Linked DNA regions of Mus musculus: region 2 is linked to region 1. A link is a contact called in public Hi-C data. All regions are on one chromosome and are shown on one strand. The core of a region is the stretch at or near the end of the contact, and the rest is flanking DNA. Distances in the headings are between cores, read along the strand shown. Region 1 overlaps Gm13266 (predicted gene 13266). Region 2 holds the start of Cacnb2 (calcium channel, voltage-dependent, beta 2 subunit).

Evidence for each region. A called contact is a pair of places that touch in the nucleus more often than the background predicts.
Region 2: a contact with region 1 is called in a Hi-C map of cortical neurons, with 2.3 times the contacts expected there. The contact joins the promoter of Cacnb2 here to the enhancer-like site in region 1. A contact is called at or near these places in 1 of 39 promoter capture datasets (hippocampal neurons), 9 of 484 Hi-C or Micro-C datasets (cortical neurons, forebrain, uterus and 1 more), 1 of 115 datasets of contacts at active chromatin or transcription factors (neural progenitor cells) and 2 of 9 other capture datasets (adipose tissue and pancreatic islet).

Annotation. Positions count from the first base shown.
Region 1 is chr2:14,533,527-14,538,877 of GRCm38.p6, forward strand. The region is part of intron 3 of Gm13266 (predicted gene 13266); the gene reads left to right. Among named protein-coding and RNA genes, the nearest start is that of Gm13266, 24 kb to the left of the region's middle. Within about 2 kb of position 2,040, at least 40 of the 459 cell types and tissues checked have an H3K27ac peak or open chromatin away from gene starts, as enhancers often do. A contact at or near this core is called in cortical neurons, forebrain and hippocampal neurons, where this site is marked.
Region 2 is chr2:14,600,946-14,606,296 of GRCm38.p6, forward strand. Cacnb2 (calcium channel, voltage-dependent, beta 2 subunit) reads left to right here and starts at 3,361. Exons shown (of 14, transcript NM_023116.4): 1 at 3,361-3,613. The coding sequence starts at 3,506. Gm32741 (a long non-coding RNA gene) reads right to left here and starts at 3,640. Exons shown (of 4, transcript XR_374017.4): 1 at 2,631-3,640; 2 at 2,200-2,272; 3 at 438-500.

The sequences.
Region 1 (5,351 bases), core at 790-3,289:
TAGAAGAAAACTTCCCTAACCTAAAGAAAGAGATGCCCATGAACATACAAGAAGCCTACAGAAATCCAAATAGACTGGACTAGAAAAGAAATTCCTCCTGACACATAATAATCAGAACAACAAATGCAGTATGAAAGATCCCAATGATAAGGAAACAAATACAGCCAGAATAAAGATTTCTTTGATACTATTACTACTACTACTACTACTAATAATAATAATAATAATAATAATAATAAATATAAATATAATGGTTTTGAAGAGGAAAACAACTTCCTCCATCATCTTGGGATCTTTGTCTACAAATAACAGTTTGGTAACCATCAGGAAGAAGTAACCGAAGATAAATGTTTCCTTGGTGATAGTTCATTTCCCTAGTGATCTCCACTGATATGAACTCCTCTCTGCTTCTTACATTGGCCTAAGTGTGGGGTAGTGGTTACAGCTACAGAGAGATTGATGTTCAACTTCTATGTAGAACAGGGAGAGTAGAAATCTTTTCCTGAATCTTTTTGACTGTCAGCTGCCTTTAACTGTAAGTAATACTTATGGTACCATAGACTTCATTTGGTGCCTACATAATCATATCTCTTTTGTTGGTATATTAGGACTTCACTTTTTGTTGTTTCATGGTTTTTGGTGATTCCAGGGCTTGAACTCAGGATCTTAAATATGTAAAGCAAGTATTCTACAGTCTTTTACATGGTCAGCTTACCCATGGTGTTGATAATGTATGATGATTAGCTAGATGTGAAGGAAGCACACATCCAAGTATGCAGTTAGTCAGGGCACTTTTGTTGAGTAATAGATAGCACACAGCTCCCAAGGCCTTCAGGTTTCCAGGGTTCACATATAGAGGCAAATTAAGTGACTATCATGCCAATAGGCCACTGTATAGGAATGTATATGATACAAAAGGACAGACGAGCACATATTTTATCTGAGTTCCCTCCCCCCCAGTGTAATACAGTACTGAAGTTATGTGTGCTTCTGTTATTTTCCATGGCTTCTGACCAACTTGGTATGTGATCTGGATTCAGCCACCCTGTGACTCAACAGTGATTACAGTTAAGCAACAGGCTTTGCCAGCAAATTATTATTCACTGGAAACTACACTCAATAAACAGATCATTTTGGAGATATTCCTTAAGTTGAAAATATATCGTTAAAAGATTTACCAGTTGCTTATTTTCCTCTGAAAAAGAATAAATTAATGGAAATAAAAATTATTCTCATGCCCAGTATTTATTCACTGTAAAGACACAACATATATAAGTATGTAAGATTTGATGTTTGGTGTCAGCAATAATAGTACATACATGTAATTCCAACACTTAGATGGCAGAAGACAAAAAGGTCATAAGTTCAAGGCCAGCCTGTACTACATAGGAAGACCCTATCTAAAAACACCAAATAAATAAGTGTATAAAACCAGAAATAGTAAAATGTGCTGATGGGAACAATTTATTGGCATTTGTGAAGTTCACGGCACATAATGAATTGTGTTATTTATACAACTTTTAACCTAATCTGAGAGACTTCTGATAAAATGTTTTGGATTGAATTTTATGTGGCAACATCTGTTCCCTGTGTGAAAATGCATTAGCTGAATCTGTTTAGTTATTTCGATGCCTCCAGTCAATCTTTTTCTTCGAAGTTATCCATGCTTGCATGCAAATTCTCACAAGAGCTCAAACTGATGCAATAGCTTTTGATCGACTCAGTGCGCACATATCTAAAATCTGCTATTGTTTAGCACACTGCATGATGTCTTTCTGCATACCCATTATACCCAATCTCAAATCTGCTTCACATAAACTTACCTTTCTTAAGCTGTCAGTCACAGGCAGGATCTCTGTGAATTAATCAGTTGCCCCTGGCAACATGCAAGTGCAATGTATTTCTAGGAAATCAGCATGGTTCTTTGAAGTAAATGGGTAATTTTCCATTCTCTTTTAGAATACTTCGTGCCAGCAGAAGAATCCAGCCTCTGTGACAACCATAGAAATGTGCTGTTCTTTAATCGCTGGCTGACTCAGTTGTGGTGAACACCAGAGGAACAAGCTTTTTGGTTTAAGTTCTTTCTGTGTCTTTGGGTGGGCCATCTTGTGTGTGGGGGCAAATGGCAACATGCAGTCAGGGTGGCTGTACAGGTGGCCCTTGGAGAAAGGACAGCTGTAAATGCCCCCACCCCCACCCCGTTTGCAGAAAGCCAAGTTACTTCTTTCATTTGGAGAGAATGTAGCAATTACTTGAAATTACTGCTGAAAATCTCATCTGTTACTTCCTCTTTTAGAAAGGATGGTCATTTTAGGGCTAGTACCACTTATAAATGGCTTTCCACAATGACTTTTTGAGTAGCACAGTTGTCCCCAGCCCGCAACCTGGACCTCTCAGTTTGCACTGTGATGTGCCAAAATAGGTGGGCATCATCAGAACCCAGTTCTCTCATTACAGCAAGCCCTAAATACACCAACATACCTGAAAATCAGGAATTTTTCCTAAAATCCTATCTCATGAAGATAATAGAATCCTTTAAGGAAAATATCAATAGCTGAAGGAATTGAATAAAGCGATCCAAGACCTAAAAGTGGAAGTAGAAACAATAAAGAAAACACAAATGGAGGCAAACCTGGAAATGGAAAACCTAGGCCAGGAATTACAGATGTAAGTATTACCAACAGAATATAAGAGATAGAAGAGGTAATCTCAGGTGTAGAAAATATAGTAGAAGAGATTGACACAACTGTCAAAGAAAATTCAAAACATAATAAACTACTAACCCAAAGCATCCAGGAAATTCAGGACACAATGAAAAGACCAAATCTAAGAATAATCGCAATATATAGAGAATGAAGATTCTCAGCTCAAAGGACCTGAAAATGTCTTCAACAAAATAATAGAAGAAAACTTCCCCAACCTAAAGAAAGTGATGGACACTTCTTGTTCTTACAAGGCTCATGCCTTCTAATTACAAATCTCACATGGGGTGGCACTAAATATTCCTCCTATAGACTTTCTTTTTAGATTTTATTTATTTATTTATTTTATGTATATGATGAGTACACTGTAGCTGTCTTCAGACACACCAGAAGAGGGCATCAGACCCCATTACAGATGGTTGTGAACCACCATGTGGTTGCTGGAAATTGAATTCAGGACCGTTGGAAGAGCAGTCAGTGCTCTTAACCAATGAGCCATCTCTCCAGCCCCCTCTTATAGACTTTCATTTGAACATTCATGCACAGAAACATATCACAATGTGATCAAATCCTTTGAAGTCTATATATATATATTGGTTTTTGGGTTTTATGTTTTTGTTTGTTTGTTTTTGTTTTGTTTTGTTTTGTTTGGGGGTGGTTTTTTGAGACAGGGTTTCTCTGTATAGCCCTGGCTGTCCTGGAACTCACTCTGTAGACCAGGCTGGCCTGGAACTCAAAAATCTGCCTGCTCTGCCTTCCAAGTGCTGGGATTAAAGGTATGTGCTACCTGTCTATGTGTCTCTTAAGTGGCCTATGCTTAGAACCACTGATATTTCTTTCTCTTATTTCTCCATCTTTGAGAGCCATGAGGATCTGTGTAGCCTGGCTTTTTTCTTTCCCTCAAAGTCTACATATTCTTCCTTCCCTTCCAGTTGCAATCATATTCCCTTCTGCCTTAACAGTTGCCATGGCTACCCAAGTATAACTAACTGCCTCTACTATTGCTCACAACTAACCAGTTCATCCTTCATAATGCCAGCATGATATAGTTTATGCTCTAAGATTTATAAAAGGTTCTCCAAACCCCAAATTAATGTCCACAGATCTGTAGGGGTTTGATGGTACATTTTTAGGGTTACAGACACTTTTCATTTTCTTCTTCTATTTTGATGAAAAGGTATAACATTGATTCCTGTATTGAATGATCAGTATGGTGTTGATGTCATTTGCATAGGTAGCTTGAGTCCTCATGTTTTTATTACCATGTTTATCTGTCCCCTACAGAGTCAATTAAAAATAATGCATTTCTTCCCTTAAATCTGTGGTTAGAGTGGTAAAAGTATGTGAGAGTATGAAAAAGGTTGTTTAGACAAGAAATGGCCGTTTTTCAGAATCAAGCCATGTTTTTATGAGTTCTATGAGAATTGATATAATCATACTCTATAGTGGGTTTTGTTTTTTTGTTTTTTTGCTTGTTTGTTTGTTTGCTTTTTTTAAACAGTCTATAGCATTCAAAATCTCTCTCCACTGTGTGTTGATTATATTTGCCTTCTCATACAACATGGGCCAATGTGCCATATTCTGTAAGTTGTCCTTTGATTTTCTGACAGCTCAGTGAGGGTGGATTCTGTCAAAAGCACAGTGATTGATGCTCAAGGACTTTGTGCTTTATTAAATGCTTCCCCACTGCTGCTTCACAGTACTTCCTCCCACTCTCGTTATCTGTTCTCCAAATCTGGTGACTAAGTTGTTCGAATTATAAGGTACACTTTTCAGAACAGTTGCCCTCCCCCGTTTTCTGGCTTCTAGAGGCTGTGTCTCAGCTGCAGATCATCAGTGACTTCTTTTGCTTTTCTTCTGGCTAGGAAGTGCCTGATGTAGCCATTGTTTCTTCCCAAGAGCCCCTGAGTGCTTCAAGTTGAGGAGAAGAAAGAAGGAAGGTGGAAATGAGTTCTGGTCTGAGGAGGAACTGAGATTTGTGTAGATTTATTCATTCTTCTGGAATATTCTGGAAAATTTTAGAATGACCTCGTTTTTCTTAGCCATTGTTTTCCTACATCTTCTCTTTGCCTACTTGCTTATTCTTCCTCATTGTCTCTATCTGCCACAGTAAGTCTGCCCTCTCCTTGTATATGGACATGTATAAACGCACATTAATGCATAATAAATCTACTTGGATTATTTTTTGAAGTATGATTTCCTGTAGCCCAAACTGGCCCTGAACTCACAACACAGCTAAGGAGGATATTGAACTTCTGATCCTCCTGATTCAGCTTCTCAGGTACTAGGATTTCAGACCACAGCTTGTTTATCTGTTGCTTGGGACTGATCCCAGAGTTGTGTTCATGGTTAACGGTAAGCCTTGTATGAACTGAGCTTCTCCCTGTCTGTCATGTAATTACTTTTTGACTGGCTAGTTTCTATCTTATGTGACAATATCAGAAAGATGTAAGACAGCTATGAAATATATTATCTTCTGTTGACTTTTGCACTCTGCACTTGCTGATGGCTTGCAGAAACTTAGCCCTACAGTTCAGGGGAAAGGGAGTTTTCTGGCACTTTTCTATGAATGATTTTCAGAGTTCCTAAAACTCTAACACCTTTTGGTTGACCCTCCAGAAACTTTTAGACCAGAAATACTATCTGTAC
Region 2 (5,351 bases), core at 2,111-4,610, 69 kb after region 1:
ACTTTACTTACCAAAACTGTCCACTTTCACTTTCAGCTTTTAAATATTACAGCAAGTCAAGTATGTGAAGAATAAGGAAATTGGCCATATAGAAAGCATTTAATACGTTTTCTAAACCTTCTTATTCTGTTTTTATCCTGATTTTACATTGTTTAAAAGACTCATATTTTGCTACTTTTTATATGATAACTTTTATAAGCCAGACAAATGTCTGAATGGGAAATTGTACTGCATGTCTAATACATGCTAATTAAATTAGCATGGGTTATAGAGGAAGAAATAATGTTTTCACAAGACTCATGATTAAGTAAGCGGTTGTCATCATGAGTTTACACAGTGTTTTAAAACCCATGAAGACAGACCATGCATCATTCATCCATTTATCCACATACTAAATGTTTTCTAACCACAGTGCACAGCAAATATGGAACACTGACCTCAGTCCTAAAGATAAAAGATGGTGACTCCAACTGGTGCCTTCAAGCAGCGTCTGCCTGGTGCTGGAAAGGAATATAACCTTAAAGGACTCAGTATCACAAATTATAGGAAATGAATATACCCTTTGACATTAGAACATTTAATTGTAAAGTTATTTCCAAAGTTGGTCTAACATTTTGTGGTCTCCGATGAAAAGATAAAATTCCACTTCCCAAAGGGCCATAATGAAAGAGGATGACAGATAATTAAGTATCCTCTAAGATATCAGGCTGATGCCATGGGAAAACATTACATCTCATTAAACCAGAATACAAATGTCTTCTAACACACCTGAGATACCCATAGTTTTATAAAACAAACAAACAAACAAACAAACCCAAACACTTTAAAACTCATCACTCATATTCAACAAGCATATAAATTAGTTTCTAAGTATGCCCAAAGGGCCTGTGACCTGATCTGTATAGGCTGTGGTCACTTGGAGGCATAAATAGGCTCCTGATTTATACTTTATATTAATTACATATTGAAAGAACTTAGAGTACAATTACTGGGTTCTGAATGTACCCCAAGTGACAAGTGTGGTTCGCACAATACAGAGTTTCCAGTATAGTAGATGTAGTCCCTGAGACTTTACAGACCCAAGACAGCTACGTTTTCTTAAAGAAACAGGGTCAGGAGAGTGAGCATACTGGCAGCAGACCATGATTGATGGTAGATTTTAATTGGAAGTAAATATATTTAATTGCAAAGAAAAACAGTGTTTTTCCAGTTTTCACACACATATATATGGCATGGTCAGGAATAACTATAAAAGCATTGCTAATTGTCATAAATGAACTTAACAAACCCCTAAGCTCCCATGGCTGACATGGTCATAAAAATAGAATCTCATACCCTAAACTCACAAACTCTCTGCTCCTTGCTTTTTTACTTTTTTTTTTTCTCTACAGAAAATTGATACTTTTTTCTTTTTTAAAAAATTAGATATTTTCATTATTTACATTACAAATGTTATCCCCTTTCCTAGTTTCCCCTCCCAAAATCCCCTATCCCCTCCCCCCTTCCCCTGTTCACCAGCCCACCCATTTCTGCTTCCTGGCCTTGGCATGCTCCTATACTGGGGCATAGAACCTTCACAGGACCAAGGGCCTCTCCTCCTATTGATGACTGACTAGGCCATCCTCAATTACATATGCAGCTAGAGCCATGAGTCCCACCATGTGTTTTCGTTGGTTGGTGGTTTAGTCCCAAGGAGCTCTGGGGGTACTGGTTAGTTCATATTGTTGTTACTCCTATAGGGCTTCAAACCCCTTCAGCTCCTTGGGTTCTTTCTTTAGCTCCTTCTTTGGGAACCCTGTGCTCTGTCCCATGGTTGGTTGTGAGCATCCACTTCTGTATTTGTCAGGCACTGGCAGAGCTGCTCAGGAGACAGCTTTATCAAGCTCCTGTCAGAGGTCACCCCCTCCCCCAGGTAAAAAAAGGAAGCTAATACTTAGGTCTTAGTTAACATTAGTAACATGTAATCCAAATGGCAATAAGACTGAAGATTTGGAAAACCAACGGCACTTTGTATATGCTTAAATCTTTAAACATACCGAGATCTGTTTTTTTTTTTTTCCTTCCTTTAAAAACAAAAACAAAAAAATTCTGGCTCAATCCAGTGTATGGTAGACATCTGCTTAATGAAAACAGCTCAGTTTAAGAAGAACACGGTACTGTATTTCATCATCATAGTCAAACACAGTATACAAAGTTTACCTTAGTAAAAGGTCTCTGTGTGTATTTCAGCTTGCACAACTGTTATACTTTGTTTCTGCTCGGTGAGTGCTACCTAGAAAATTTGTATGTAGATTTTTTTTTCAGTGCAAGAAAGGTTGTCAAAGCAAAGCAGCGTCTTATGAGCAATACTAGAACGGAAAATAATTCCTTCTCCTCCTCCTCCTCCTCCTCCTCCTCCTCCTCCTCCTCCTCCTCCTCTCCCTCCTCTTCCTCCTCCCCACTCCTTCTTCTCCTTCTCATCGTCCCCCTCCTCCCCGTGCCCCTCTTCCCCTCCCCTCCTTTTAGTTTCTTTGTTTTTAATTGAAAGCTCACACAATGTACTCTGATCATGGTTCCCCTCCTCCATCTCCTCCCTACCTCTCCACCCATCCAACTACAAGCGAACCATTATTCCGGTTTTACCCTCTTACCAAGAATTTCGGGGTCCTTAAAAACCTGCTTATTTTTGTCTCAACGGTTACACTAAGACTTCTCAACTGCGGGGAGGGGGTGCGCTGGGGGCGGGAACGATATAGTCTGCTAGCAAAGACAAGCTCCTAGCAAAGACAACAAAAACAAAACAGGCCATCACAAACCAAAAAGCTAGGGCACAGGTGTAGTAGAACCAATTGTCAGGTCAGGACCATGTGGGAGGAAGTCTTAGTTCATCACTGGCACTTGTTTTCTGACTCCTCGAGTGCTTTCACTCATGCTTTTGCAGAAGTTCGGGGTCTGTCTGTAGCCTTTTTCGAATCATGGAGAGTTTCAGTTTAGGGTCTAACCCTGTGGATCTTTTTCCTCCTCTGGACTCCAGGAAGAGGAGGTGAACTGAGCAGCTGGGCCAGTTACCTCCCTAGGGAGCTGCGACTGGCTGGCTTTCGTGGCTTCGAAAACTTTCCAGCGCGAGTGCCACGGCGACGGGCCGCAGCTGAGTCGGAGCCCACGCGGCCCGCGCCTCCCGCGAAGAACTTTTCGGAGTGGCGGTGGTTTGTCACTCTCGCTTTCCGACGCGCCTCCCCCCTGGCTCGTGCTCCCGGAGCGCCCTCCTCCTGGCGGGGACCTTCCCTGGAGCCAGCCCGCCCAGCAGTCCCAGCCTCCGCCGCTCGCGGGCCCAGAAGCTCCAAAGAACTGGCGCCCCTCGCCCCGGCCACCCAGCCTCGTGCCTGCGCCACCGCCTAGTCTAGGCTTTGCAACATGCTTCAGCGGCGTCGCGCGCACTGAGAGCCTCCGATCCTGGGGCGAAGAGGAGCGGGGGACCCGGGTCGTGGAGGAGGGGACCCGCAGCCTTGGAGTCGACTTTTTGCCGATGGTCCAAAGCGACACGTCCAAGTCGCCTCCCGTAGCGGCGGTGGCGCAGGAGAGCCAGATGGAGCTGCTGGAGAGCGCGGCTCCCGCGGGGGCGCTCGGAGCACAGGTAGCCACTGCGCCGCGCCTTCTGCTGGCTTTGTGAGCCTCAGAGCCCCGACCTCAGTCCCTCCCGCTGCCTCCTCTCCCTCATCGCGAACCGCGCCTCCCCCTCCTGCTCCGGTCTCCTTCGCCACCTCCTCCCGCCCATCCCGGTGCTGCTGGGGGACCCTGCCCCTGCGCGCCTTCCACGGGCTCTGCTCCGGCTTCCATTTTTTTGTTTGTTTGTTTGGTTGGGTTTTTTTGTTTTGTTTTCTTTTGATTTTGCCCCCTTTGCTTTCTGAAAAGCCAGTGGGAAGGGGCGAGGACGACCTGCCGCTCCTCCCCGGCTTTTCCCGGGCCACGCCGCTTGGCTGTCCGCGCCCCTGCCCTGGAGAAGCACATGGAGAGCCATGGACCAGGCGAGTGGACTGGACCGGCTCAAGATCGTGAGTCCGGGCGGGCGGGAAAGGGATCCGCATCCTGCATCGCTGTTTCCGCCGCTGCCTCTGGTGGTCTCTATTGGGAGCTAGGCAGGGAGGTGAGGTGTTATGCAGGGGTCAAGGTGGGCGTGGATCCCCTTGCCTTCTCCCCGGAGAGCAGCCCCAACCCCCCTCAGCACCTGGGGCGCTGTGCCACCCAGACAGTTCAGCTAGCTGTCCTCTTTCCAGGGTTTGCCTGGACCCTTGTTTCTTTGCTGGAAGAAGAGAGCAGAGTGTTGTGGGTGAGAAAGTTTTTGTTTCTGTTTACCCCGAAATGGCATGCCATTCTAGCGGCTCCTGGGTTCCTTTCTCTGATGAGTATTAGCGGTTTCTGGAAAAATTCTGTCCTGCTGCTCATTGTGAAATAGGAGATGTCGGTTGTAGGCGTGGAGTGTGATAAGGTGGCTTTTACGTAAAGCCTTGGCAGGTACAGTTGGGATTCCAGACACCCCCAGATCTGGGCGGAAAGGAGTTCCTCAACTTTTATTCTTGGGGTAAAGCCTTCAAACCTGACACTTGAACTACTTGGAGAGTGCTGGGAAGAGGTTAGGGTGAATCCAGGAAGAATATTTCTCCTCTGCTTAATGGCTTTGGCTTGCTCATGTCAAGTCCATATTTGCCAGATGGTAAATTGTGATATTTGTATGAATAATAATACATAACATAAAATACACTGGGACGAGGTCTTACTGTGCAGTAGAGGGGTGGGAGTGAGGCGGTCCGAAAAAGGTCACAAATATGTTGCTGCCGCTCTGGTAGACAGCAACAGACAGCAGCATTTCTGTACTGTGCCGATGGTAACCCCATGTAGTATAATTCAAGCTCTGCTGAGCCCCCCACCCATTGTGTGTGTGTGTGTGTGTGTGTGTGTGTGTGTGCACGTTTGCATGCTGCTACTGATTTACATGTGTGCTAATGTGTGTGCAAGCTGAAAGCTTGTGGGTACCAGTTCAGAGGGTAAGTTGCAGAAGGCCAAGGGATTCTCTTTAGATATGTGGATTTCAGGAACTGAATTCAGATCTTCAGGCTTCCTAGCTAGTGATGTTACCTGCTGAAGCCTTCTTGTCGACTCTTTATTGAACTTTCATTGACCACTGGAAACTGCCAGTTCTAACTTAGAATGCACAATTTACATTGATTAGCAATGGGGGAGAAGTATAGTCTACTTGGGCTTACAAATCAGAAGTCCATTTCTTTTGTGGTGGTAAAACAGGTAGGCTTCAGCCAGCCTGAGTTTGGCTCCCAAGCCCAGTGGAGACCTGTAATTAAGGAGAGCCCTCTCGGCCA